5 separate regions of the Mus musculus genome follow, and regions 1, 2, 3 and 5 are each linked to region 4. A link is a contact called in public Hi-C data. All regions are on one chromosome and are shown on one strand. The core of a region is the stretch at or near the end of the contact, and the rest is flanking DNA. Distances in the headings are between cores, read along the strand shown. Region 1 holds the start of 1700012I11Rik (RIKEN cDNA 1700012I11 gene). Region 2 overlaps St3gal1 (ST3 beta-galactoside alpha-2,3-sialyltransferase 1). Region 3 has its middle 58 kb from the start of Gm31342. Region 4 overlaps Tg (thyroglobulin). Region 5 overlaps St3gal1 (ST3 beta-galactoside alpha-2,3-sialyltransferase 1).

Region 1 (5,106 bases), core at 1,272-3,771, 410 kb before region 4:
TAAAGAGACTGCCGCCTCAGTTCAGGAGCCAAATCAAGTTCCAACTGGCCTTGCTCCCTTCTGCCCTGCATCATCCTACAAGGCGTTCGAGGTTCGGCATGCCTAAGAACACCTGGGCTTTCCCTCCATCCTGTTGTTCACTGTCTGCTCTGTAATTTCTTATTGCTCATTTGGCTCCATATCAAGACTCTTCAGTGAACATACTCCAGTCAAATAAATCCGTCTAAGGGTCCAGGCTTCAGTGGGCAGAAGATAAAGGCCAGTTGGCCTCAGGTCACCTCTTCTGGGTCATGAAGTTTGGATTTATTTGAGATCAGCTAAATGAGCCAATGGAGAAACATCAAAGCTCCAGTAAGTAAGATCTGTTATTGCAAAGTCACTACAGCTTCCAACAGCGAAACCCACCACTGCAACTAGGTTTCTAGAATGTCCTATAGGATAGAGTGACTATGGTGAACAACACTTACTCGGGTAATTCAAAATAGGTCCAAGAGAGGACTCTGAAATGTTAACAACACTCATCAACATGATAAACAATTCAGGCAATAAATATATTAGAACCCTGAATGTATGCATATGGTACACATATGATAAAATTTCACTTTGTACTCACAGATGCAAGCATTTGTTATGTGTCAATTTTATACACACACACATATGCACTTTATAATATAAGGCATTTTTTAAGCCTTTGGCAATCAGAACTGGTCTCTGTCAACAGTACTTTATTCTAGTGTGAGTGAAATACTTTCAACCACATAGAACATGACATTTAAAATATATAATAGAACCATACACCAGACAATTCTTACTTGGCCCCTCTTGGGGGAAAAAAGTGTCTTTGTGCTCTCCACGTTTTTCCCTATTATTTTTCCTCAGATCTAGCCATCCTTCAGGGCATATGTGTTCTAGGCCTCTAACGAGATGATTGCCCCACTCTTAGGGGTCCGTTGAGACCCCTCTGCCTCACCAACCTGCATTATATGAATTGTCTTGAGCACAGTACCACCAAACCCAGACAGCACTTGAGTCAAACATCATAAAATTATTATTTCCTCATTAAGACTGGCTTCCATACAGCCCCGGATAGCCTTGAGTTTGCTTTGTAGCTAAGGATAACCTTGAACTCCCGATCTTCCTAAATGCCGGGATTACACGCATGCATGACCATGCCCTACTTTGAGATGCTAGGGGTCAAGCCCAGGGCTAATGACAGTCCAGTACTCTGTTAACTGAACTGAATTCCCAGCCCACTGAATCAGTCATTTCCTCTGGTATGTAAGAATGAAAATGAGCCATGAGGCTCCATGGTGGCTGAAACATAAATCAGGAAACTTGAGAGGTGACGGCAGCTGCATAAGGTTGGAGTGGTGAAAATAGAAACTGTTCCCACCCAGGAAACACACTGAGAATAGGCCATAGGGAATCCAGGCTCTGGCTCCAGCCATCCTGAGCCCTGCCATATTCCTATCCCCTGTTCTAAACACTGTAGTAAAATAGATCTAAAAAATTCCATTGAGGGGTTTCTTCCTGCCTTTGGCAGCTTATGTTCCCAAATGAAAGATGTGTCACATAGCCGTTTTGTTTTTAAATATGCCTTATGCAGTACTGTAGCTCGGCAACTGCCTACCCTCTATGCTGTTGGTTATGTAAGTGAGGTTGAGGTTTCCTGGACTTGGGACTGTGAGAAAGAGTAATGGGAAGCAAGAAGCCACCACGGGCTAGGAAAAGAACCTGTGAGAGATGAGAAAGGAGATCCACCATGACCTAGGGGCCAAGGTGTCCCAGAGGGCTGCCTGGTTGCAGTTTAGAGGAGTTCAGATGGAGCATAATAAATAGTGACTAATAGTTTAGGATTATCTATAGAAAGGTAGATTCTAACAGCGTGGAGGGTAGGCAGCTGCCAGCTATTGTGTTGCATAAGGCATACTAAAATATAAAGCTTTTGTGTGTGTGTGTGTGTGTGTGTGTGTGTGTGTGTGTGTGTGTGTGTTTATCTGGGAACATAAATGGTCTAAGGTGGGAAGAACACCACCACCACCACCCCCCGTGCCGAGGTTTTTTAAAAATATTTTGTACGACAAGACACTGCCTTCATTTCTTCTCCATCATTTTCTCTCTTGCTTTTTGAACAAACTCCAGTTGGATTCCTTCCACCTGTGCCCCAGCCAAGTATAATTAATTCAATTTGTGAACAGACGTGACTTACATGCGTGCCTCTTTCACCTCTAATTTCAGAGCATCGCCTTTGCAAGTGTGGCCTGCCCAGCCAGCCTCGCTGGAAGGAGTCTTCCCTAGAACAAACTGCAGAGAATCAGTGCTTCCGGGAAGCAATTTGCTCGAATGACTCTTACCCACAGTCAGCCACCAGCAGAAGCTATCTTTTTATCAGCAGGCCTACAGGTAGCCCAGCCAGCAATCCACCCTATCACTGAATGGGAAGATGTTGGCATCAAAGAGATCTGATGAACAGGAATTACCACTCTGCTTCAGGTGAACTTTACATGTGACTAATTGCTTTAAGCCTCCATATCCTGGTCTTTCAAGTGTTGCTAATAATAGGCATGTGCCTTCTAGAACCTGGGGGAAGATCCAAGGCGATGGTGCCTGTGATCTCACTTGGAAGGCCTTCTGGCATACAACAAGCATCACATAAGTGACACCTCACATTGCCAGACAGAAGCTAGTCTTCTAGGTTTCTTAAGCTAATGATCATGTCTGCAAGGTCAGGTTCTCCACATGCCCTCCTCCCAGCTACTGTGTCCCCTTGGACTGTGTATTACAAATATGTTGTTATGGTGTTCCTGCCCCGAGCCTTTTATCCATGCCATTCATTTTGCATAGCCATAGCCACAAAGGGTATATCATCACCATAGGCTTGTGCTGTAGGAATAGAGGGCCACAAAAACCATAAAGGATAATAGAAGCCAAGATTTGTTTCTGGTTGTGTGCTAACCCATCACCCAAGACAATCTTTTCCAAGTCTCCTACTCAGTGCCCAAAACTACAGGAGATCCCAAAGCCCTTACATACTGTTTTTCATATTCATACCAACCTATAAGGAAGCCATGTCTATGAATCAAACCCACTTTGAGCATAACAATTATCACCAATGATAAAATAATTACCATGGTAGTTTATAGCAGAATGTATTTGAACCTTAAGAGTTTCTTACTTCTGAATCTTTTTATTTAGTGTTTTCAAAGTATGGTTGATCAGGGGTAACTGAAATCATAGAGAGAGGAATCACAGATAAGGATGGGTAATAATATGCATTGCAAACTGCAAGTGAGATACGTCTCTGTTCCACATCTCTTCATTCCAGGAGCAATAAGCACCACCTAGGCAGGACAAATTTGACTTGTGGCCGAGAGAAAACACATTTAGAGAACACTTCCAGACATTTTCAGGGGATCATGCAATCACATCCACTTCCACTGGATTACCACATGACTTTTTTTTTTTCAATTTTAAACCTACAGCAGATTGGCTTCGTGGGCACGGAACCCTGGATGGCAGAAGGCTGACTGAACTCTCTCCACATTACCAAATTACCTGCTTCAATACTTCTGATCAAAAAGCTTTTCAACTGGTGGCCATTTCTTCCCCTTGACATTTGTCATTTTCCAGATGGCAGTTTTGATTGTGAGGAAAGAGTAAGGACAATGTTGAAAACCTATAACGCCTCAAACAGCCCCTCTCTGCCAACAGAGAATGAAATGACTCAAAATATCAACAATGCTATGGTCAGTGCTTTGGTTTTCTTTCTGTCACTGTGATAAAATATTGACCAAAACCAACTTAAGGAGGAAAGGGTTTATTTCATCTTAAAGCTTACAAGCCATCATTGAGGGAAGCCAAGGCAAGAACTTGTGGGGCAAATTGAAGCAGTAACCATGTGCGAGTGCTGCTTACTCCCATGATTCTCCAACTCACACTCAGCCATCTTTCTTTTACTTCCCAGGACCACCTAGATTTAGAGGTGACATCACCCCTAGTGACTGGTTCCTCCCACATCAATAATTCATCAAGAAAACACTCTGCAGACTTATCTACAGATCAATTTGATGGATGTATTTTCTCAATTGAGGTCCCTCTTCCCAGATAATGCTAGCTTGTATCAAGTGTCAAGTTAGCAAAAACAAACAAAAACTAACCAGAATAGTTGGGAATTCTTGCTCTTGGCTGTGTACATTTTTCTTGAAAATAGAAATCTCAGCTACTTTTTTTAATTGTTAAGTTTCTAATGCTTAGCTCAAAACCTGAACAACTCAGTCATCCACTGTGTCCCTGCTACTAGTACTACTAGTAAGTGGACGTGAGAGAGAACGAATTCTTACCTTCCTAAAATATCTGTGCATCCCCTACGTCTATCACCTGGACCAGGCACATTTTCAGGCCAATGATGTCTGGGATGTGAGTCCAGGGAAAGATCCCTTTCTATCTCTTCCTTTGTTGATTTTTTTGCATGCATGGACTCAGCAAACTATTTTGGAAACCTATTGATCCTCTCCTAGGAAGTCCTCCAACTTGATCTTCTAGATTCTGCCTACCCAGAGAAGAGAGCCTGACTAGAAAGCACCAGTTTCTTTTTATTCTGGATGATAGTAATAGGAATGGATAAATTTATTTCTCTATTTCATTCCCTCCTCTGTTGCTATGACCCTATGGGCTACCCCCGATTCGTAGCAACAGACATTTAATGGCAGCAATAATGAGGACATTCACATTATAAAAGTTGGAAAGAAATGAGGTCAAATTTTGGTTTTGCCTTTTCTCTGGGATGATTTTCTGTCTGGTTATCTTTTCCAGAATAAGTATTGAATATGAGATTTTTATTTTATTTATGTTAATGAATATGAGATTTTAAAACACTGAATTAAGAATTTTAAAAGATAGCTAGCAAAGGAAATAATGAGTTCCTGAAGGGAGAACCTAGAAGCAGATGTCCAAGGACAAACAGGAAGCTGAGAGCAATCAGAAGCCCTGAGAGAAAGAGCAGCCTGGACCAGATCACTTAAGACTCAGTAGTTGTTCCTAAAATTCTTTCCTTGAGGCAGACATAAACACTGTTTACCTTTCACCTCTTCCTTCTCCTCCCATCCT
Region 2 (5,327 bases), core at 2,706-5,205, 300 kb before region 4:
AACCACCCCACTGTACATAGGGACATGCCTGAACCCACCATATCAGGGGACTCTCACAGGTACCCACTGGTGAGTGCTGGGCTCTGTACCACAGTCTGAGTGGCCATCCCCGGCACACGAGTGGGAGTCCCACCTCTGCCAGAACCATCTAATGCCCTTGTCATCAGAATTAAAGTATTCCTGTGAAAATGAAGGCACAATACAGAAAGAACCCTCTGAGTCACCCATCAGCTTTTTTGGTTTGGTTTGTTTGTTTGGTTGGGTTTTTTTTTTTTTTTTTTTTTTTTTTTTTTTTTTTTTTTTTTTTTTTTTGGTTTTTGTTTTTCGAGACAGGGTTTCTCTGTATAGCCCTGGCTGGCCTGGAACTCACTTTGTAGACCAGGCTGGCCTCGAACTCAGAAATCCATCTGCCTCTGCCTCCCAAGTGCTGGGATTAAAGGCATGCGCCACCACGCCCGGCAACCTATCAGCCTTTTTAAAGCTTAGCTCTGAGCAGCCTGGCTGATATATCTCACTCACATGAGCTCCTTGGGAACAACTGGCAGGTCCTGGGGCTGCTGCAGTGGGGCGGAGGTTCCTAAGCAGCCTTTCCTGTGCTGTGCTTGCTACACCATCCAAACCAGGGATGCTTGCTACACCATCCAAACCAGGGATGCCATTTCCCTTGAGGACCCCTGTACCTGGGTACCCAGAAAACAGGATTCCTCAGGTTCTCAGTCCTGTTCTTCACTTCTCGTGCTGTTTGCACATCGGCACACTCCAAGTTGAGTGCCCTTCCCTCCACATAAGAAGATTTGTGGACTTAAATTCCTTTTGTTCTGCTGGGAATATGAAAACACAGCCTGGCCATCCCCCCATGTGACACTAATCCTGGTTAATCAGCCTTCTCATAGAGTCTCTAAACCAGGTCCTGAATCGCTAGCCATTGTCCCCGGGGAGTTGTTGCCTTCCCATCCTCCCAGCAAGGAAATCAGCAAGAGAGGCAGGTAGGAGAATTCAGAAAGAGACTTGCAAGTGTAGCCACAGGTTCTCCCATCTGCTAGCACCTCTTGGTTACAAAGAGATAGACGAGTGTACTGGATGGATCATGGAGCATGAGGCCTCTGAAGAAATAGGCTTCCTCAGTCCCTGAAATGAGATAAAGCTGCTCTCCAGCCTCCTTAGAGTGTCACAAGCCCCCCAACACTCCAGCCTTGTCCGTCATTGTAGCCCTGATGATTCTCACACACTGGCAGTGTACCCCCTTTGCCTTCGTCTCAAGTCCACATTTCCCAATACTCCCAGGCCAGGCAGTGTCCACTGGTCCAGGCACCTCACAGGGCACCCAGCTCTCCAGAATCCTAGTGAGTTATTTCCATTTTCTCTGCTACATGCTGAGATGAACCTCATTCTTATCCTTCATCCCCCATCTTTACAAAGCCTCAGCTGTGTGGAGAGCCATTTGTTCCAAAGAGCCTTTCTTAAGCTGTCACTGGTCAGCCATTTTAGGGTCACTTATAGTCTTTGGAGAGGCCTCTCGGGAGGCACTGGCCCCTCTGAGTGGATTTAACACAGGGACTGTTAGGATACTTCCTGGCTCTGGCCCAGTCTGTGGCTTCGTTATCTACTGGTGATGATGACACAAACAGGTGTGTTAGTTACTCTTCTGTTGCTGAGATAAAACACTGACCAAGGCGACTGATAGAAGAAAAGTTTATTTGGGTTTATGACTCTAGACAGTTAAAGTCCACGATGGTGGAACAGAGGCAGCGGGTGGCAGGGATAGCAACTGGAGCAGAAACAGGGCTTATGTCTTAAGCCACAAACGAAAAGCAGAGAAGGTGAACTAGGATTAGGGTGAAGCCTTAAGCTCTCAAAGCCCATCGCCAGCACGGAGGTATCTGCTAAGCCTATCTAACAGTGCTGCCAACTAGGGGCCAAATCTCCAAATGCGAGAGCCTAGGGAGGAAGTTCTCATTCAAACCACCACGCCTACTATGTTCAGAAGAGTGTTGCAGGTTTCCGAGGGAAAGGCAAGACAGCATGACACTGAAGGACTGACTTAGGAACCAACAGGGCCCTTCCTAGCCTTGGCCCAGAGCTAGCTCCTTTATGCAAGGCCTTTACCTTGCATTCTGTTGAATGGGGCTGAATGTTTCTAGCAGTTCCAGGTGGCTTGAGAAGGTCAGCCTCTCAGGGCCTAACTTCCTCCTCTACAAAACAGGGTTCCAGAAAGTTGCCCAGAGACTCCGGCTGCTTGAGCTTCATGTATCAGTTGCTTTTCTCACTAATATGGCAAAATGTCTGGCAGAAGGAACTTAAGGAAGGAAGGGGCGTATATTGGTTACTCTGACCAAAAGCAACGTCTACAAGAGTACTGATGTACTTCCTCCAGCATACGTCGACCTCCTAACGGCTCTGTAGCTTCTCCAAACAGTGCTGCTATCTAAGATCATGCATTCAAATACATGATCCATTTTTCATTCCAACCATCATTATTAGAGGGCTCTGTTTTGGCTCCCAGCTAGGGTAGAGATCACCTTGGCATGGGTAGCCCAGTGGAGGGATAGGGAGTGACTGAGCACATTGCGTCCACAGTTAGGAAGCAGAGAGCAGTGAATGCTGGCACTTGGGTGACTTTCTCCTTATTCAGTCCAGAATAATGTCACCTATATTCAGGAGAGGTCTTCCCAGCTCAGTTAAACCTTTCTAGAGAACCTTTTTCATAGAAATCCTTTTGAAAAAAAGAAAAAAACATGTGTGTGTATGTGGGGTGTGTGTGTATGTGGTGTGTGTGTGTGTGTGTGTGTGTGCATGTGAAGGTGCCTGTAGAGGTCAGAAGTGGGCATAGATCCCTCAGAACTGAGATTACATACGGGCCTGTGTATGGTGTCCAATGTGGGATCTAGGATTCAAACCCTGATCCTCTATAAGAGCAGTCAGTGCTCTTAACCTCTGAGCCATTTCTCCAGCTACTTCCTTCTGCATTCATAAGATTTATTGTGCTTCTATGGAAATTCTAAACCTAGTCAATGTGACAAGGAAAAGGATCCATCACACCCGGGTATACTACGCACAAAGGCTGTTAGGCGATAGCTCCGTCTGGGATGGGCCAGCCAAGTAGAGGTAAAATGGAGAGGCATGGGAGCTGCCAGGCTTGGTTAGAGTTGTCCTAGGGATCTGTAAGGCAAGCAGTGAGGATCCGGTCTGAGAATATGGATAGAAAACGAGTGCTTCTCAGAGACCAGTCACTTGCAAAGTTGAGGAAAGCGAGGAGGTGTGAGACCTCAGGCATTTAGGGAAGCCATTCTGGCTGGGACCCTGAAACCAGGAAGCTTCAGAAAGTCAGCACAGAACACACCTACCTTCAGCCTTAAGGTAGTCCTTAGGCATGTCCTCCGGGGCAGTGTCAAGCCACCTGCAGCCACCACCACTAAGGTAGGACAGAAGGAAGGCCTCGGCTCACTCTTCTATCAACCCAGACATCGACTAACAGACTCCAGAGCTGTCTGAGCAGTGCATCACTAGAGGGGGAGGGCGTATGAAGGAGGGTAGGTAAACCCCCTCACTGTGGTAGACAGTGACCCAATTGGGGGTCCCGGTCAGCAATAAACAGGACTCCCTAAAAGTCCTCGGCTGGCATATAGCAGTGATACCTTTGTGTAGGACTCAACCATTTTAAAAGCAGACAGCTCCCTAGCTCTTGGCTGCCCCTTGCTTTGACTTTAACCACAAAGTTCTAGAATTCACCTGGAAGATTTCAACATCTCCAGTCTCCCAGGCTTCCCAGACAGCTGTACTGAGCAACATCTTCAGGGAGGAAGCTAGTCACCAAGTGTCAACAGCAGATGCTCTGAGAAGTCCTCAGCTGCTGGTGATAAGTGGCCCAGGAGCCTGAGCAAGCGGCATTCCCCTCCACCGGCGAGCCCCAGCCAAGAGCTTTCCAGCTCTGACTCACTGGGCCGTGGGTTCTCCAAATGAGGGATTAAAGCAGAAGTGAGGCACACCCTTGTATGAGAACACAGTAACCCCAGATCCTGCTCAGGGGATGCAACTTTCAGAGCCAGCATCTGCTTCCTGGAATTTCTTGCTTAGCACAGAGTAGATGTGCCAGAGACAGGAAAGGAAGGGCAGGGCGATGTCTGGGCTTTTCATTTCCAAGTCTGAGAAAGCACCGTATTTGAGGGGAGGAGCAAGTTCAAATTCACGGTTCAGTTCCTGGGTGCGTAGATTCAGTCAAAGGCTTCCCCACTAAGCCTCAATCCCATCACCTGTGCATTGGTGATGAAGATAACTCATTTCCATGCATGTTAGATGCCAGGAGGCTCTGCTTGTACTTTCTATAGACCCTTAAAGAAGAGTGACCGTTCTGCCTTATGGAGCAAACCCAGCAGAGAGGTAGAATGACCTACACAGGGCCTATCACCTGGGAAAGGTAGGCTCAACATTCCCTAGGCCTAACTGACGACAAAGACTTGCTCTAGTCAAAGCCCAGTGCACGGGACTCATCAGAGGTCTAACAGGTGGCAGCTAGGACCCTGAACTGCAAAGTACAAAGAACCAGTTGGCCCCATCCAACCCTGGGGCCCAGTGTTATAAGGGTGATGGGCCTCTCCTGGGGGGGGGGGGAGGTGTACTCTCACAGGCTCCAAAGGGCAGTACATTCGTACGCCTAAGCATGGGGGAAGGGAATCGGAGGGACAGGCAGGTGGAAACTGGAAAGTAAAACCACTGTGGAGAAGCCCCTGGGCAGTCAACTAGCTAGCTGCTAGCTCACTGGGTCAGCCTCACTGTTTGGCTATTTGCTGTATCTCTAGTTCTGGGATCCCTAACACACACACACACACACACACACACACACACACACACACACACACACTGTTAGGACCACTTTCCCCGGGGCCTCAGAAAGCACCGAATAGTCAGGTGCCACCACCTAGAGGAACTGAGACAGGGTGTCCCTGGCTTGTATTCTTTAATGCCTGGTATCATTTGGTCCTTTAAATAAACTTGCCCTTGAGACAGTCCAGCCATCTTGGGGTACATTGTCCACAGGAAGCATCCGGGATTCAAGGAATAGAAACAGCCACGGCTGGTGTTATTTACACTCGGTGCTCTGTGCTGGTCCCCTTTATGCCAGTCATTCTTCCCACCTTGGCCTGAAGCAACAGTGTTTTAGGAAGCAAGGATCAGAGAAGTTCAGAGTCTGGCTCACAACGCACAGGAACTGTGTGGTGTGCCTTCTATGACTGTTTTTACTCTGGTGCTGTTGGCCAGGCTCCACTGAACACTTTCCATAAGAAGACTAGGTGGCACCAAATAGCCACTGATCAGGACAGGGCTTGAGA
Region 3 (4,592 bases), core at 1,533-4,032, 280 kb before region 4:
GGTTGCATACAGCACAAAGATAGTGCCAGAATCTCTCATGGGGGAAAATGATGGTGGAGTCCTTTTCTGGATGGTGTCATTGGACAACAGAAAGGATGGGAAAGTGACAAAGGTCAGGGCTGTGGGTGCTCTGGACACTGCAGGTGTGGTCCACAATCAGGGAGTCAAGCCATTTCTCTCCGGTCCTCTTCCACTTAGCATAGGTGTATTCCTTGCCCATGGCAGACCTAAAACAAAAGATCTTGGTTTCTTCTTTGAGCTCTCAAGTCAGGGTTCCATGAATACTATTGAAATGGAAAGTTCCATGGGCTAAGGGCTTCTCAGCCTTAAGCTCCTAGGTGCAGCCTCCTCTCGTGGCCTCCTTGGCTGCCTCTGGACTCTGAGACACACTCTTCCTCCATACTTTCCAGCATTTGGACTAGCTTTGTGAAAGCATTGCCCCAAGCAAGAAGCTCAAGTTGACTGGGTCTACTCATGGATGAAGAGTTTCTTCCCTGCAGGAGGAGCTCTGGTTGGAACAAGGGTACCCATGGGTCCTTGGAATCGGTGATCAAAGCCTGCATCCTCTATAGATGGACCTCTATAGAGTAAAAGGGATGCCACAGTTTGTGCCACGAGAAAATGCAGGCTTAGTATATTCTTCATCTAACAGAAGACTATCAAGGGCAATGGGTACTGCAAATGGCTGTGGGCAAGAATAGGACTCTGCCAGGAGAAGGTTGGAAGCCATGGTAACAGATAACCAGACAGCAGTAACGCTCATAAAAAAAAAAGTATTGCTTTTGGCCTCATATGTATTAATTTGATGAGGCATAGCATCTTGAGGAAAAGAAGCAGACTCAGGCAGACATGTAGTGCGTCAGAGGGTAGAGCTAGCAAACACATCAAAAGTGAGGTCTCGGTCACTGTGTCCTGAACACTGATCATGACATTTGGTACCTGGGGGATGAGAACTCTAGGTGGTGTTCCTAGCACAAGAATTCTAGACATGAGCCCTACACAGTGGTTTGAGCCAGGAAAGCAAAACCAGCCCATGGCTGCCCAGTTTCTTCTGACCCCGTCCTTGGCTTAACGGTGCTAGCTGGAGTGTTCATGGGTGGTGGCCACCAGAGGGTGCAACAGAGCCATCTTAGTCAAGATCTCATGTCTGTTTAGCTGAAAAGCAGAAGCTTTTGAAAAGGCACACACCTGTGAACAAAGTCAGACCTTTAGAGGACTTTGCTATAGACACGAGCAAGCCCAACACCTTTCCAATAAGATCGCTGTCTCTGTCACTCACCTGAGTAAACCAGTCAAGAAAACAGGCCCAAAAGGGGACAGCCAAAGTCCCCAGCCAGTGTGGACAGGATAATAAATGTTCTCTTCCCACGGTTCACATGAAACCCAGGTCCACTGGAAACCTAGGACCTGAAACTTGTTCTTGGTTATCTATTATTTCTGAACTGTATGCCTATGAGAGAGCTTGATCTGAATCATGGTTTATTAATCTGTAAGAGGGTATTAAATGACATGGTAGACATGAAAAATTGTGCCAGCCATTTTCTGAGATTTTCTATGTGTCTAACATGTATTATGTTCCTCCTGAAATTCTCCCAAGAGACTGAGGTGGCAGTGGTATCTGCACCATACCTATGACTATAATGCTATATGCCTGTGGTCACCCTGTTCATAACTCCTCAGCCAAGAACAAAGACCAGAGCTGATTGTATATCTGTCAGGCCAGAGTAGGCTAATGCTGCAAAAACAAATAAGCTTCAAGTCCCACTAATGGAGAACAAGGCTAGTTTCTTTTAGGAGCAGTTTCAGGGATTTTGTGCTTTCCTTCATGTAGTGACCCAGCCAGTCATGAAAGACATTATTACCAACTTCACCTCCTTCAGCACATAGCCTTCAAGGTCACTGTACAGGAAACTGGTAATGCCTCATAAGCTCTCAAATGTCTCCAGTTAGATCTGATACCCACCACTTCCATATAGGTCCATTGACCAGCAGGAGTTTCATTGCCCAAACAACATCATAATGGGAAAATGAATGGTGGGATAAAAGTTCCAGAATCCTCGAGGGCAACCGGCCACCTCTGCCAAAATCTCTCCTTGATGTCAGAGATCCTGTCCTAGACTTAGAGCCAATTCGTGACAGCTCACCAGGTCTGCTCTGGTCAACCCTGGTTGATCAGAAGGCTTAAAAGATGCAAGCAGTAGGACGGGCTATAGAGAGGCAACCCAGGGGACAGGATGCCCAGCATCAGAGAATAGAGAATGAGGCTGCTCACCCCAGTTGCAGTTGTGTGCAAGCAAAGGCAGAGAGGGCTTGGTGGAGATGCTTGAACATCAGGGAGAATACAATGGAAAGATTGCAGATTGGCCAGAAATCCAAGCTATGCTCATTCCCAGGGACTTCAGGGTGGGTGCTTCTGTGTGCTGACTTTAGTTCCTAAAGTACACACTGGAAGGCTTGAGTACGATGTTTGTATCTCAAGGTTCCATCCAACCATGCCATTCCACTCTCAGAGGTCCTAGAAAGGCAGAGACACTGAACGTGGTTTTTCTTCTGAATGCCCAGCATCTAGCAAAGTACCAGGTACCTGGTTGGCAGGTGTATCAGAATCATGTTGGTTGCCAATAATACTAGATAGGATGGATGTTAACCTGTACTTAGAGCATAAACATTCCAGCCAGGCCTCTGGGTTCCCCTCACCTGCTTCTCACATGCCTCAGGACAGGCAGCCTCACTGACATACACATTTTACACAAATCTAGCATTCCAAGAGATGAGTCGTACTGCCCAGAGCCACACAGCTCAGCTCAGCAGCAGCGGACCTCAATGGGAACCAGGCACTCAGACTCTGAGCCTACGCTGTCTGCCCCTCTCCTGCCACGGTACCCTGGAATAGCTAAATGGTGTACACACCATCAAGATATCTGAAACTGTGTCGGCCACCTCAACACCAAACTCCCAGAGAGAAACTGGGCGGAGTGTGGTGTGAGATCGTGCAAACGGTGAGAACTGCTCTGCCCTCAAGGCCAGGGAAACTGATCTCTAAGTCTTGTTCCACACAGAGTTACCCTGGAGAGGAGCCCCTGGGCTGGTGCATCATCAGAGCACCAGGCAGGCAGGGAAGGCTGGGGCTTCCAAAGAGGTTCATTTTGCAGAAACATACCGAGTTAGGGATGCGGAGATGACTGTGTAGTCCACAGGCCAGATGCACCAAGCTGGATGCTGGGCACACCACCAGACTTCACCAGATGGTAGAGCCTTCCCAGCTGAAGGGCCCGAAGCCCTCTTGTACTTCCCATGGCTTGCCTCTGTCCTTGTTTACATCCTTCTTGAACACCTTGCAGGTCCCTCATCTCCCAACACCACATTCCTGTACCTAGACTGACCAAGGCTCCTCCTTCCTCCCACTTCCCACAAACTAGCAACACTGCTCTTGACCTTTGGAGACAAACTCTCCTCACTTAGGGCTCCATATGCTTCCACCTTCTAAGATGTGTTCTAGCATGTTTATTCTCTTCAACTCCACAGATCCTAACCACACACCTCCTTCCTTCACTGTCCCTGTTTGTCTGATTCTCCATTACAGAACAGGTGTGCCCAGAGCTCAAAGTAGAGACCTGAGAAGTCTCACTATGTCACCTCCTCCCTTTGCCTATCCAACGTCAGTCCGGCCCTTCTGCCACTAAAAGAGACATGGTTCATAACCATACTTTCCATGCCCCTATTCCCTCTGCGTGTGTTCAGGATATTTCTATCTTCCAGTCATATAAAAGCCAACCCATCATCAATCGCTTTCTCTGCTACCTGTCTTGGCACTCACCCATCTGCATGCTGTATATACAGACAGTTGGTCTAAAACACAAGCCAGTATACATCAGTCATTTGCAGCCGCATCTATCCTACATAGCATCTTCTCACTGACCAGGTCTCAGCTCACAGGCTTTTGTACACATGGGATCCAGGATGTCTCTACTTTCTTTCGTAGTTCTTGGCCAAACATTTATATGCAGAAGGCAGAAGTACTACAGGGATGGGCTTCTTCACACCCCATGCACATTTAAGATCTGGTTCCTATCATGTCCTCTAACACCCAGTGAAGAACATCAAAAACAACCTCAGATTCTTTGATATTCCTCCTCTGAAGTTTCCCCTCACTGTTAACAAAAATGACAGGAATCATTGTACTACTTAAATTAGCTCACCAAACTGTGGAAGTTTCAAATTCCTGGTTCCATAACCAGGGTTAGGGTTAGGGTTAGGGTTAGGATATTCTGCACCCCCCAGAGAACTGCCCCAATTTGTATCAAGTAGAGCAGAGAAGAGCCCTCCCCACTCAGACCTGCCTCATACATAGGCTTCTGAGCTAGGGGAAGTGAGAGCCCTATATTTTGGGGCAGTCTTTTACATAGCAGTGTACCAAAAGAGATGGCAAAGTTTAAAGTTAAAGGTGAGAAAAGGACCCTCCTCCCACCATGAATCGTAGCAGGGTACACAGGAAATGGAGCTCTGTCTCCACTCTTGTCAGTGCATCACGGTGACCATTCTAACCCCATGCATAAACCTTCCCTGTGTTTCACAACAAGCCAAGAAAAAGC
Region 4 (4,975 bases), core at 316-2,815:
AGGGTTTATTCAGCTTACAATTCCATACTGCTGTTTATCACCAAGGAAGTCAGGACTGGAACTCAAGCAGGTCAGGAAGCAGGAGCTGATGCAGAGGCCATGGAGGGATGTTCTTTACTGGCTTGCTTCCCCTGGCTTGCTCAGCCTGCTCTCTTATAGAACCAAGACTACCAGCCCAGAGATGGTCCCACCCACAAGGGGCCTTTCCCCTTGATCACTAATTGAGAAAATACCTTACAGTTGGGTCTCATGGAGGCATTTCCTCAATGAAGCTCCTTTCTCTGTGATAACTCCAGCTGTGTCAAGTTGACACAAAACTAGCCAGTACAGGAAGATTATTTGGAAAATGGAATTTCAGGTTGGAAGCTCTTGTGAAATTCTTCTCATAGCACAGCAATTACCTTTTTTCTTTGTTTATTAGTTTCCTCATCTGTTAAATGGGTATATAAGAATGTCACTAGAGAAGCATTGAGAGCATGGGCTATGAGGCCATCAGCCAAAATCCAAGTCCAATCCTCACTGATAAGCTATACAACCTTAGAAAAGCTAAACCTGAAGTCCTGAGGCTTCAGGTTTTTGGTTTAAGTAAGAGTGAGAAAAATACCTTACTTATATATTTGTTAGGAAGAATTTTAAGGCGGCATGAAAGGGCTTCTTATGTGTACCAAGCTTCCTGAAAATAATACCAGTGTTTTCAGATATCCTAAGCAGTAATTCAGAGAATTCTTGTGAAAATCAAATGAAACCACAGGTATAAAAAGATGTAATCTATAAAAAATTCTTCATATAAATATGTACTATTGATATTCCTATTGATGCTCAAACTATAATTTTAAAATGGTAGACTATTCTCTAGTCCAGTGATTCTTAACCTATATGTTGTGATACATTGAGAGCCGAATGATGCTTTCATAGGGCTTGCCTAAGACCAAGACTAAGTCTGTGCTAAGGCTAAGGACTGATATTTACATTATGATTCATAACAGTAACAAGATTACAGTTATGAGATATCAACAAAAATAATTTTATGGTTGGGGGCCACCACAGCATGAGGAACTGTGTAAAATGGTCACAAGTGTTAGGTTGAGAACCGCTGCTCTAGACTAACAGATCAGCATTAGAGTTTCATCTCAGCCAAGGCATTTTCCACAGCCTCCCCTTGCTGGTGCAATTAGTCATGGATCAGTGCATGCTGAGCTGACCCTGACTGATAGTTTTACACCTAACCAGCTGGTTCTGACTGCGTGTCAGTGACTTAAGTAACATCAAAGTCAACTTCAAGCTTGCTTTTCTTCTGACAATAAAATCTTATCATGAGGAAGTGGAGCATCCAGCCATGAGGAGGCATCCTGGGAGAGCATGAGGTGGGGTTTCAGTGAGTGTGATAACAATCTTGCTATGGATCTTAGCCTCATGTTGCACTGTCTGAAATACCCAGAGGTGGCTCGCCAGTTACTTTGGCATGGTTACTCACACGATGAGGGTGCTGGGGCAGAATGGTGCCAAGGTCTTCCTCGGACAGTGTCAGGAAGTTGAGCACAGTGGCCTTATCACCAGCCAGGCAGCCAGCTGTTTCTAGATTCCCAGTATAGGTCTTTGTTGCTGCTGTGAGTTCCTCTATTAGAGGGCTAATTCCGGCAACTTCTGCACAAAGATGCCCCAGGGAATCCAAATCAGCAGAACATGATTAAGGCCTTAAGGTGTTTAGAGATCTTAGGGGAAGGGGCCTTCTTTTCTCTCTGTTTGAAACTCATTCCCTCAGTCTTCTCAGCTCCCTCCTCCCTATGAACATCTACTTGTTCTACACAGACATTGCATCACACTGACTGCTTGTTGTCCCCGCCTCTTGGAACTGATGGTGTCTGCAAGTTAGGATTGCAGAGCTGAAGACTGGTCTCATTAGACACTCTTAAAAAATGCTGTCTGTGAGCCGGGCGTGGTGGCTCACGCCTTTGGTCCCAGCACTTGGGGGCAGAGGCAGGTGGATTTCTGAGTTCGAGGCCAGCCTGGTCTACAAAGTGAGTTCCAGGACAGCCAGAGCTATACAGAGAAACCCTGTCTCAAAAAAAAAAAAAAAAAAAAAAAAAAAAAAAAAAAAGCTGTCTGTGAGGCGCAAAACTCCACAGCATTCCCTTACCATGAATGCCCTACTCATGGGAAGACATTGTAAGAGATTCTTATGATTTCAAAACATTTTCAGACTCCTGCTTAGAAACAATCCAGTTTCTCTTTGGTATCTGTCAGTAATCATCTCCCAAATGGGATACCCACAGATAGTCCACTGAAGCTCCACATGAAGGTTCTAGAGTATGTGTCTATAGATATTATTTAAGAAATGTCACTCTTTCAGTTTCTGTAAGTTATAGGTACATATTTGCTGTGTTATTTATGGAAACAGTTTATGACTATGAATAATACCCTGAGAATAACTTTTTTTTTCTGTAAGTACATGATCAAGAGTTAGGAAGTGACTAGTCAAACAATAAAGAGACACTGGGTAAAAGATGGAAGCCAGGAGGATACCTTCATCCAGGGGTTCTGCTCTATTGATAGAAGGAGGCATGCCAGCAAACCATTTGACCTTAGGTATAGATTACTATGGCAACTGTTGATCTGCAGACAGACACCACCACCATGCCTACCATCCTTCATCCTTACTGATGCCACATGGCATGATCAACAACACCCTGGTGAGTATCCATGAAGTGCCCAGGACAATAGGGATAGTATCAGAAGGAGGGGATGCAGGATTATTTATTAGCCCGTTTAGGTAGATTTGAGAGGGACAGAGAATGAGTCAAAGAGCTAAGATGACTGTCAGTGGCCAGTAATGCCATCACTATCAACTCCAGACAAGACAAGAAATGTAGTCATCCTACAAAAACAGGAATTGAGAAAGAGGTGTGAAGCAAACATCTCATGAGACCCTCAGATGTCTAGCTGTATCAAATTCTGCAACTTTTAAGGATCTCCTACTCAGTCTTGGTCACCAAAGTCTTGCTAGATGCGTTTTCTGGGGTCCCTGTGCACCAGGGCCCCCACCACGTTGTCTTGTCCTGCTTTTCTCTTGTCCCTTCATCCATTCAAGGTTAGCTCAAGAGGGTAGATCAAGTGGCAGCCCTGTCTCCCCATATCTCTGCCATTTGCTACCCCACAGAGGCTCCATCACAACTATTTCAACAGGAAAGACAATGGCGATCAAGCTAACATATCTGGAAGATAGTAAATTACTCATATGGAGCTGAGAACCACCCAGGCTCTGGAGGCACATTAGTGGGATTAATTGAGCAAGGACTGAATAGGATTCTAGTGAGTCTTGGTACTTCTGCAAACCTCCTGAGCAGAAGGGGTCATGGGGAAGAGCTTCTACTTTTTTCTTTTGTTGAGGAACTACAGTCCCAGGAGTCTTCTTGCAAAGACAGTGCTTGATGACACACGCCGGTTTAGAAACGGTTTGCAGTGGGTAAACTCAGATCTTCCCACAGGCTACTTCTCTAACTCTAAGCCAATCCCAAAGCAGAACTAGCACTTCTTGAGGAATGGAACTGTCTACTCGTCTCTACATGGGAAAGACAGGCTAAGAGGAAATAAATACAAATGCTCTTATTCCCCAGGCACAGTCTCTTTCTTCATTCATTCAGTGGATACTTGTGGGTCACCTCTTCAGGGTAGGTTCAGTGGCTCTATGTTAGACTCACCACCTCCTGTGCCATTTATCAGATCCACTATGGTTTTACCAAGGGTTTACAGAAATGGAGGGTTTGATGGTTTTACAGTACACTAGGAAATGCATGTATATTTCCCCATGAGTCCTCACAAGCAAGAAGTATTATATTATGCTCTGTGAGAGACTTGGAAATCTGTACAAGGCCATATAGCCCTGCCTTTAGCTATCTGGCCTCCGTCTCTTGACTTTGACTCCTGTGTTGCAAATACAGCTCCCAAGAGTGTCAAAGAGGGAGTTTTCACTTCTGGTTAGGGGAGCTCTGAGATCTACAGAGAATAGGTGAGCTCTGGTTATACATCTGCAGGAGACAGGATGTCCTCACAGGTAGGAAAAGCATCTAAGTGCATTAGAGCTGCCTAACCAAGTACACTAGTACCTGATTCTTTTCACTCAAGGGATGCTACCTGGTTCTTAAGCTTGGATTTCTCATCATCTATTTTTTTCCAACATTTATATAGAAAGAAGGAAAATAAACCCTGAACTTCCCAGACTTGGGACCTACTGATAGCCTCACATATCTGCCATGAAACACCAAATTGCTTTACAGCATATCTCTCGCTGAGCTTAAAGCCTCCAGGAGAACTAAATTCAAAGAAATGAGCTGTGAATTGTTTCAGTTAGGGGGTTGCCAGTTCCAGCTGGGGATTGTGGCAGCTGACCCATGATAGGGGATCTTGTCCCCTTAGCAACGGTAGAAACCACAGTGCCCTACTTCACTGAGTGATCCTTGGCTCACTTGTGGCTAACAGCTTGCTGTCTCCCTGTGGCAGTTTATCTGTGTAACTGATAGCTAATTAATTTGCAAAGCCCTCTAGAAATCTGACACAGATGGCTTGAGTGTCTTTGTGGACCTAAATTGTGACCTTTTGAGAGGTAGTTGTCATTTGTTAATACAGTTCAGCCTGGCTGACCACAAACTTATCTTGAGGCTTCCTGGAAGGCCAACATCTATCTTTAGCTTTTGTGCTGACTCCAGGCATTAAGGACCTTAAAGGAATCTACACCGTATAGATGAAATCTAGCCCTATCCTGCTAAACCTCAGTGCACTGTAGCGTTGGAGCCCAGGAGTCTTCTGGGTTGTTCTCCAGCTCCCTACCTACTTACATCTACTTTTAGTCTATAGATTTTTATCAGGTGCCCCTGTCTTCTTTACTAGATTATAAACATCTCAAGGACAAAGATGAGTAGAACTATCTATGCCATCTTGCTGTCCACTCTGAATGGACATAAAAGTTTGCAGTCCCACC
Region 5 (4,960 bases), core at 1,590-4,089, 340 kb before region 4:
ATGGACAACTAGCATTCACAGAGAAAATACACTCTCTGAATTTTATTAGATACAGTTAAAAAAGATAACCCTCATAGGTTGTATTGTGGTAGATTTGGCTTCATTAAAAGCCAAACAACAGAAATCCATTTGAATATACAAGAAACTAATGGAGCCAAGCAGCTGTCTCCATGCATATCTACTTAGTTAAGAGCTTTTGAGAAAAATCTATCTTCCTTTAAAACAAACAAACAAAATCAAACAAACAAACAAAACAACCGAAGCAAACCTATGCCTTTTCTAGCTTAGGAGATTGAACGACTCCAAAATACTGTTTCATGGTCACCAGGCCCAGGACAACTGCACATGAGAGACGACAATTCATCTAATTAACTATTTACTTTTTCAAACATAAAAGGGTCTGTGGAAAGACAATAAAAGTGCAACTCTTTCTTTAGAGCATCAGAAGCGGAGATGGGGGCTTCAAAGTAATAATCTGATTTCATTGGCCACGGAATGAAGGACTCGGCCCTCTACACGGCTTTGGTAAACCGTGGCTATAACAGTGCCCCCAGGGTCTTTGAACATCTTGGGACCAGGCCAGCCTCAGCTCCCATGGATTGAGTATCTGTAGCTGGGTCACCTTCTGAGTGTCAGACTAGACATGAAAGTTCTTCCTACTTTGCAGCTCCAGGGGCTGTGAGACGTCAGCTCATAAAGGCACTTTTGTGAAGGTCAGTGGACTCTTGGGTCTCTGTTCTCTTCCTCAATGGGAAGGGTCCTGTGGATCCAACTCAGGTAGCCAGCTTGGGGTCAAGGGCCTTCACCTCCTGAGCCATCTGGCTTTTCTTAGAGCTGCATCTTTTCTTCTTCTTCTTCTTCTTCTTCTTCTTCTTCTTCTTCTTCTTCTTCTTCTTCTTCTTCTTCTTCTTCTTCTTCTTCTTCTTCTTCTCCTCCTCCTCTTCCTCCTCCTCCTCCTCCTTCTTCTTCTTCTTTTTCAAAGTAGGAAGACGAGTCTGGGCTCCCACATGACCAGAGAGAGCCATGATCATCATTCAACCCTACCTAGTCTGCAAGCAGGCTCCCTGGTAGGAGAATCTGGCCCCTCTCACATTGTACCTTCACCCCCCCCACAGCAGCCTGGGTGGTCGATGCATTTACATTATAATCCCATTTCACTGATATTGGAAGCTGAGAGTCAGCGAGGTTAAGACAGTGATGTAGGTGAATCCCATAGCTAGATTCAGAGTTGGAATTTACTGGCACTTTCAGAGCCCAAAACCCTGATCACATGCAGTGTACTTAGAACATCATCCTGTACCCTACAACTTTGCATTGTCGAGCATTGGGGACTTTGGGAAAACAGAACTACATCTGACAGGGCATCAGCTCCCACCCCAGCCCCTAGATTGACCCCATCAGAGCCATGCTTATTAATGGCCAGGGATGCAATGCTTTAACTATGTAGGTAGTAAAAGGTCCTGAGACTCCTCACTTCCTTTCTCCTGAGTCTAAGACCAGCAGCCCGACCCTCTGGGAGACTTCAGTGTGCCCCAAGAGTCACATTCCAATCAGGCTTCATAAATTGTCCTGACTGGTTCTGAAACCACATGATTTTGCCATCTTCCCAAAAATCCCTATCCCATGTCTCTGATGGGATATTTTTTTCCCTAGTGCTGGCATGAACTGAATCCAGAAAGCCTATGATGCCTACGGACCAAGTGATGCTCAAAGCCATGGTGAGTCTCCCAGCATGAGACAGAGCTTAGTAGCAAGACTAAGCACCTAGTTGACAAGCCAGGCTGAGAATTTCCCCTGGCACCCGAGATGGGCACCTTGGGAGGCCAACCTGCTTCAAATGAACTGAGGAATGAAAGCCTATGCCTGTTAATAACATCTTCACAAAAGGCAGGAAGGTGCCTTGTGCCTTTAGTGGAAGATCTGCTAATCCCACCACCTGGCAGAGGGTCAGTGGGATAAAGGCTGTTTGCTTGAGAAACATATTAGGTGCCAGAGCCAAGAGCTGCTCTGTGGGGTGCAGAGCTGGGAGTTTCAAAGGCTAATCTTCAACGTAAAAAAAAAAAAAAAAAAAAAAAAAAAAAAAAAAAAAAAAAAGGTCTTTTGGCCAAAAGGGAAATTAAAAATGAAGTGAGAAGATAAGAGGAGCTGTTAGTTGTCCTTGCCCACCCACCTCATAGGAACTTTGGATTAGGAAAATAATTCATTCTGGGAGCTGGCAGCAGGTGTAAGTGCTTGCCAAGCAAGCCTGAAGACCTGTTCCGTCTCCAAAAACCCACATGGTAGGAGAAAGAGAGAATTGACTCCCAGAGAAAAGTTGTCCTCTGATTTCCACATGTATGCCACAGTCATGTCATGTGCACACTTGGTTCGACACAACCCCAACACACACACACACACACGCAGAGGGGGAGGGAGGGAGGGAGGGAGAGAGGGAGAGGGAGAGAGAGAGAGAGAGAGAGAGAGAGAGAGAGAGAGAGAGAGAGAGAGAGAGAGAAGAAAACCTACTTTCTGTAGTGACAGCACTGGCTCCAACATGAAGCCTTTTGCTGTTTGCCTGTCTCTACCTGCAACCTGGAACACTCTGAAGGAGGCCATTGTGAGCCCAGAAGTACATACAGGATTTTGCAAATGAAACCGATCCCTGTGCCCTGCCAAACCCACAAAGCAGAGGAAGCCCTGAAGGTTGTGGACTGAGTTTGGAATATGAACACCCAGCATGACTGGAAAACATCCCTGGAGTGCAATCAGGGAGGCTTCCTTTTTAGCCTTGGGCTATGGCATCATAACTGTTGCTTGGCGTGGGTGCAGATGCCAAGGGGCGATCCAGTGATAGTACATCACAGAGGTTGCTCTCTAAGATAGCGTGAACCGGAGTTATGAAATCTTAGTGGGTGCCCTTGTTCAACCTTCTCCCCAGTTCTTCAATTATTCATCTGCTGAGTCACACACTGATTCATCAGCTCATCTGCTGAAGCGCTAGCTGTGTGACCTGAAGCGAGTTGTTTAGCTGTTCTGTGCTTCCGTTTCCTCGTCTAGGAAACAGGTCTTCATGGTACCTACCTATATTCCAGGAGGTGCTATGTGACTGCCAAGGGAGCCACTGCTCTGGAAGTGTTTGGAGAGGGTTGCTGACACAATGCTCTGAGTGACACCCTCATTCAGTATTGTAGGGTCTGTTGGAACTCTCTTTCTTGGCCACTTTGATGCTATTTCCCAGGCTAGACTCCCTGTGGATATCTTGACTAGGCTTGCACACTGCATGTAGGGACCTCTCTGACCACAGAGGTACCATAGGATAGAAAAATCATTTCCTGTGCATCTTTTGACTTGGGGAAGGGGTCTTTCCAGAGCATGTTGGATCTCTCTTGAGCCATCTGAATTTAATCCAGGAGCTTTGTCTGGGTTTGGAACATCAGAAAGTGTTTGCTGGATGTCAGAGGAGGGTGAAAATTGCAAAATGATCTCTGAGTCTGCATTTTATTCATCTCAGACCATACCCTAAGTTGCACCTGTTCCGCCCCTTTAGCAATAGTCTCGGTGTCTCTATCTTGCTTCATTATTCATTGTTGTGGGCCGAGAAGCAGGCCTCATTTTGGCTGCCAGGCTGCCAGGCTGCCACATCACTGAAGACACCCCTCACCACCATGTCCTGAGCAAGTCTGTGCTGGCCTTTGTGTATTTCAGCCAGCTTCTCTCTGCCCCTTATCCATCTAAGCACCTACCAGAGAGTGTACTGTTTAGCCATTCTGGTTCATTTCTTTTTCTGGGTAGGGTTGGCACACCGTGCTATGGATGTTTTGACAGAGAGAGGCTGAGGTATGGAAACTAGTCAAAACTCAAGTTTTGGACAGGCAATGAGGGTTAGTATGTCTTCTCTACCAACTTGTCATGTTGTCTTCTAACATGCTTGTTCTGAAAGAAACGGGGGTGGTACTGCAGTACCTCCATCTCTTGCTGTATTGAGTCCCCCGTTTATCTCCCTGTACCTCTCTACCTCTCTGCACCTCATTCCTTCAATCAGATAAAGATCAGAGACTAATAGTAATCCTCCCCCACAGCATGTACACTGAGCTACTACTGAGAACCAAAAGTAAAGATTTTCATGGTCATAGGTGAGATTTTCCTTCTCTCCTTTCCCGTTTCCCATTTCCTTCATTCTGTCTTCCCCCAATTACAAGACCAGGTTCACAAACCTCCTCCTTTAAGTAGCTAGAAAATAGTGCCCATCTCACACACACACACACACACACACACACACACACACACATCCTCTGAGTCCTCAGGAGACAATGAGGACATGCACTAATCTGCATCTGATGTCCAGAGAAGAACCACTCAGGCTGCAGCCACCTCTGCTGACAACCAACTCAGTCCACCTCGAAAATGTGCAGGATGTCCTACCTGAAGTGAGGGCCTTCCTTTACCCCTATCCCTGTCCCCAAAGGAGGAGGGGGCCCATACACCAAGGGACTAGACCCATCTGCCTGCAGTCCAGGGACAACAGGGAAAAGCAGCATGCATCCTGCCTTCCTTATGGCTATTCTCAACCACCAGTTCCACCTTGCAGACAGAAAAGTTAGGCTTAAGAGGTAGGGACAGATTGAGGATAATCAAAACAGCATCTAGAAATTCAGGCACTAAGGCTGGGGTCCTAACCTGTTGCTGGAGGAAGAGAATAAGTGGGCTATTACAGTGTTCTCTTAGGTGGGCTGCCTGGCCAACTAGACTCTACCCTACTTCCCTGGCATACCAAAAACCAGTATCGTCAGATTAATTAGGTGGGGATGCACCTGCAAGTTCACTTCACAGTCATGTTTCTGTAAATCTCTTTCTCTGCAATTGAAGTTGGGGCAAGGCTCAGATCTGACCATGGACATTGAAATATCCTACCTAAGGGAGCGCTGGCTGTGAATTTCACCCCCATCCATTTCTGTGTGGCCTTGGGTAAATAGGGAACCAC

The links. Hi-C and Micro-C count contacts between places; a contact is called where the count stands out from the background.
Region 1: a Hi-C map of muscle stem cells shows a contact between it and region 4, with 1.8 times the contacts expected there. A contact is called at or near these places in 1 of 484 Hi-C or Micro-C datasets (muscle stem cells) and 1 of 130 datasets of targeted methods (memory CD8 T cells).
Region 2: a Hi-C map of muscle stem cells shows a contact between it and region 4, with 1.7 times the contacts expected there. A contact is called at or near these places in 6 of 39 promoter capture datasets (the HPC-7 cell line, embryonic stem cells, liver and 1 more), 6 of 484 Hi-C or Micro-C datasets (DN3 thymocytes, the G1E-ER4 cell line, embryonic fibroblasts and 3 more), 5 of 130 datasets of targeted methods (the NIH/3T3 cell line, the SCID.adh cell line, bone marrow-derived macrophages and 2 more) and 3 of 9 other capture datasets (adipose tissue, embryonic tail and liver).
Region 3: a contact with region 4 is called in a Hi-C map of embryonic fibroblasts, with 4 times the contacts expected there. A contact is called at or near these places in 8 of 484 Hi-C or Micro-C datasets (DN3 thymocytes, LSK cells, cerebellar granule neurons and 4 more), 6 of 130 datasets of targeted methods (the NIH/3T3 cell line, the SCID.adh cell line, bone marrow-derived macrophages and 3 more) and 4 of 9 other capture datasets (adipose tissue, bone marrow-derived macrophages, embryonic tail and 1 more).
Region 5: a Hi-C map of the G1E-ER4 cell line shows a contact between it and region 4, with 2.3 times the contacts expected there. A contact is called at or near these places in 3 of 484 Hi-C or Micro-C datasets (B cells and the G1E-ER4 cell line) and 2 of 130 datasets of targeted methods (effector CD8 T cells and memory CD8 T cells).

What each region holds. Positions count from the first base shown.
Region 1 is chr15:67,224,184-67,229,289 of GRCm38.p6, reverse strand. It overlaps 1700012I11Rik (RIKEN cDNA 1700012I11 gene), which reads right to left and starts at 2,521. Exons shown (of 9, transcript NR_045140.1): 1 at 2,210-2,521.
Region 2 is chr15:67,115,534-67,120,860 of GRCm38.p6, reverse strand. All of the region lies in intron 3 of St3gal1 (ST3 beta-galactoside alpha-2,3-sialyltransferase 1), which reads left to right. Among named protein-coding and RNA genes, the nearest start is that of Gm31400, 52 kb to the left of the region's middle.
Region 3 is chr15:67,095,546-67,100,137 of GRCm38.p6, reverse strand. No RefSeq gene overlaps it. Among named protein-coding and RNA genes, the nearest start is that of Gm31342, 58 kb to the right of the region's middle.
Region 4 is chr15:66,815,106-66,820,080 of GRCm38.p6, reverse strand. The region is part of intron 41 of Tg (thyroglobulin); the gene reads right to left. All of the region lies in intron 1 of Sla (src-like adaptor), which reads left to right. Among named protein-coding and RNA genes, the nearest start is that of Sla, 14 kb to the left of the region's middle.
Region 5 is chr15:67,159,745-67,164,704 of GRCm38.p6, reverse strand. All of the region lies in intron 1 of St3gal1 (ST3 beta-galactoside alpha-2,3-sialyltransferase 1), which reads left to right. Among named protein-coding and RNA genes, the nearest start is that of Gm31400, 7.8 kb to the left of the region's middle.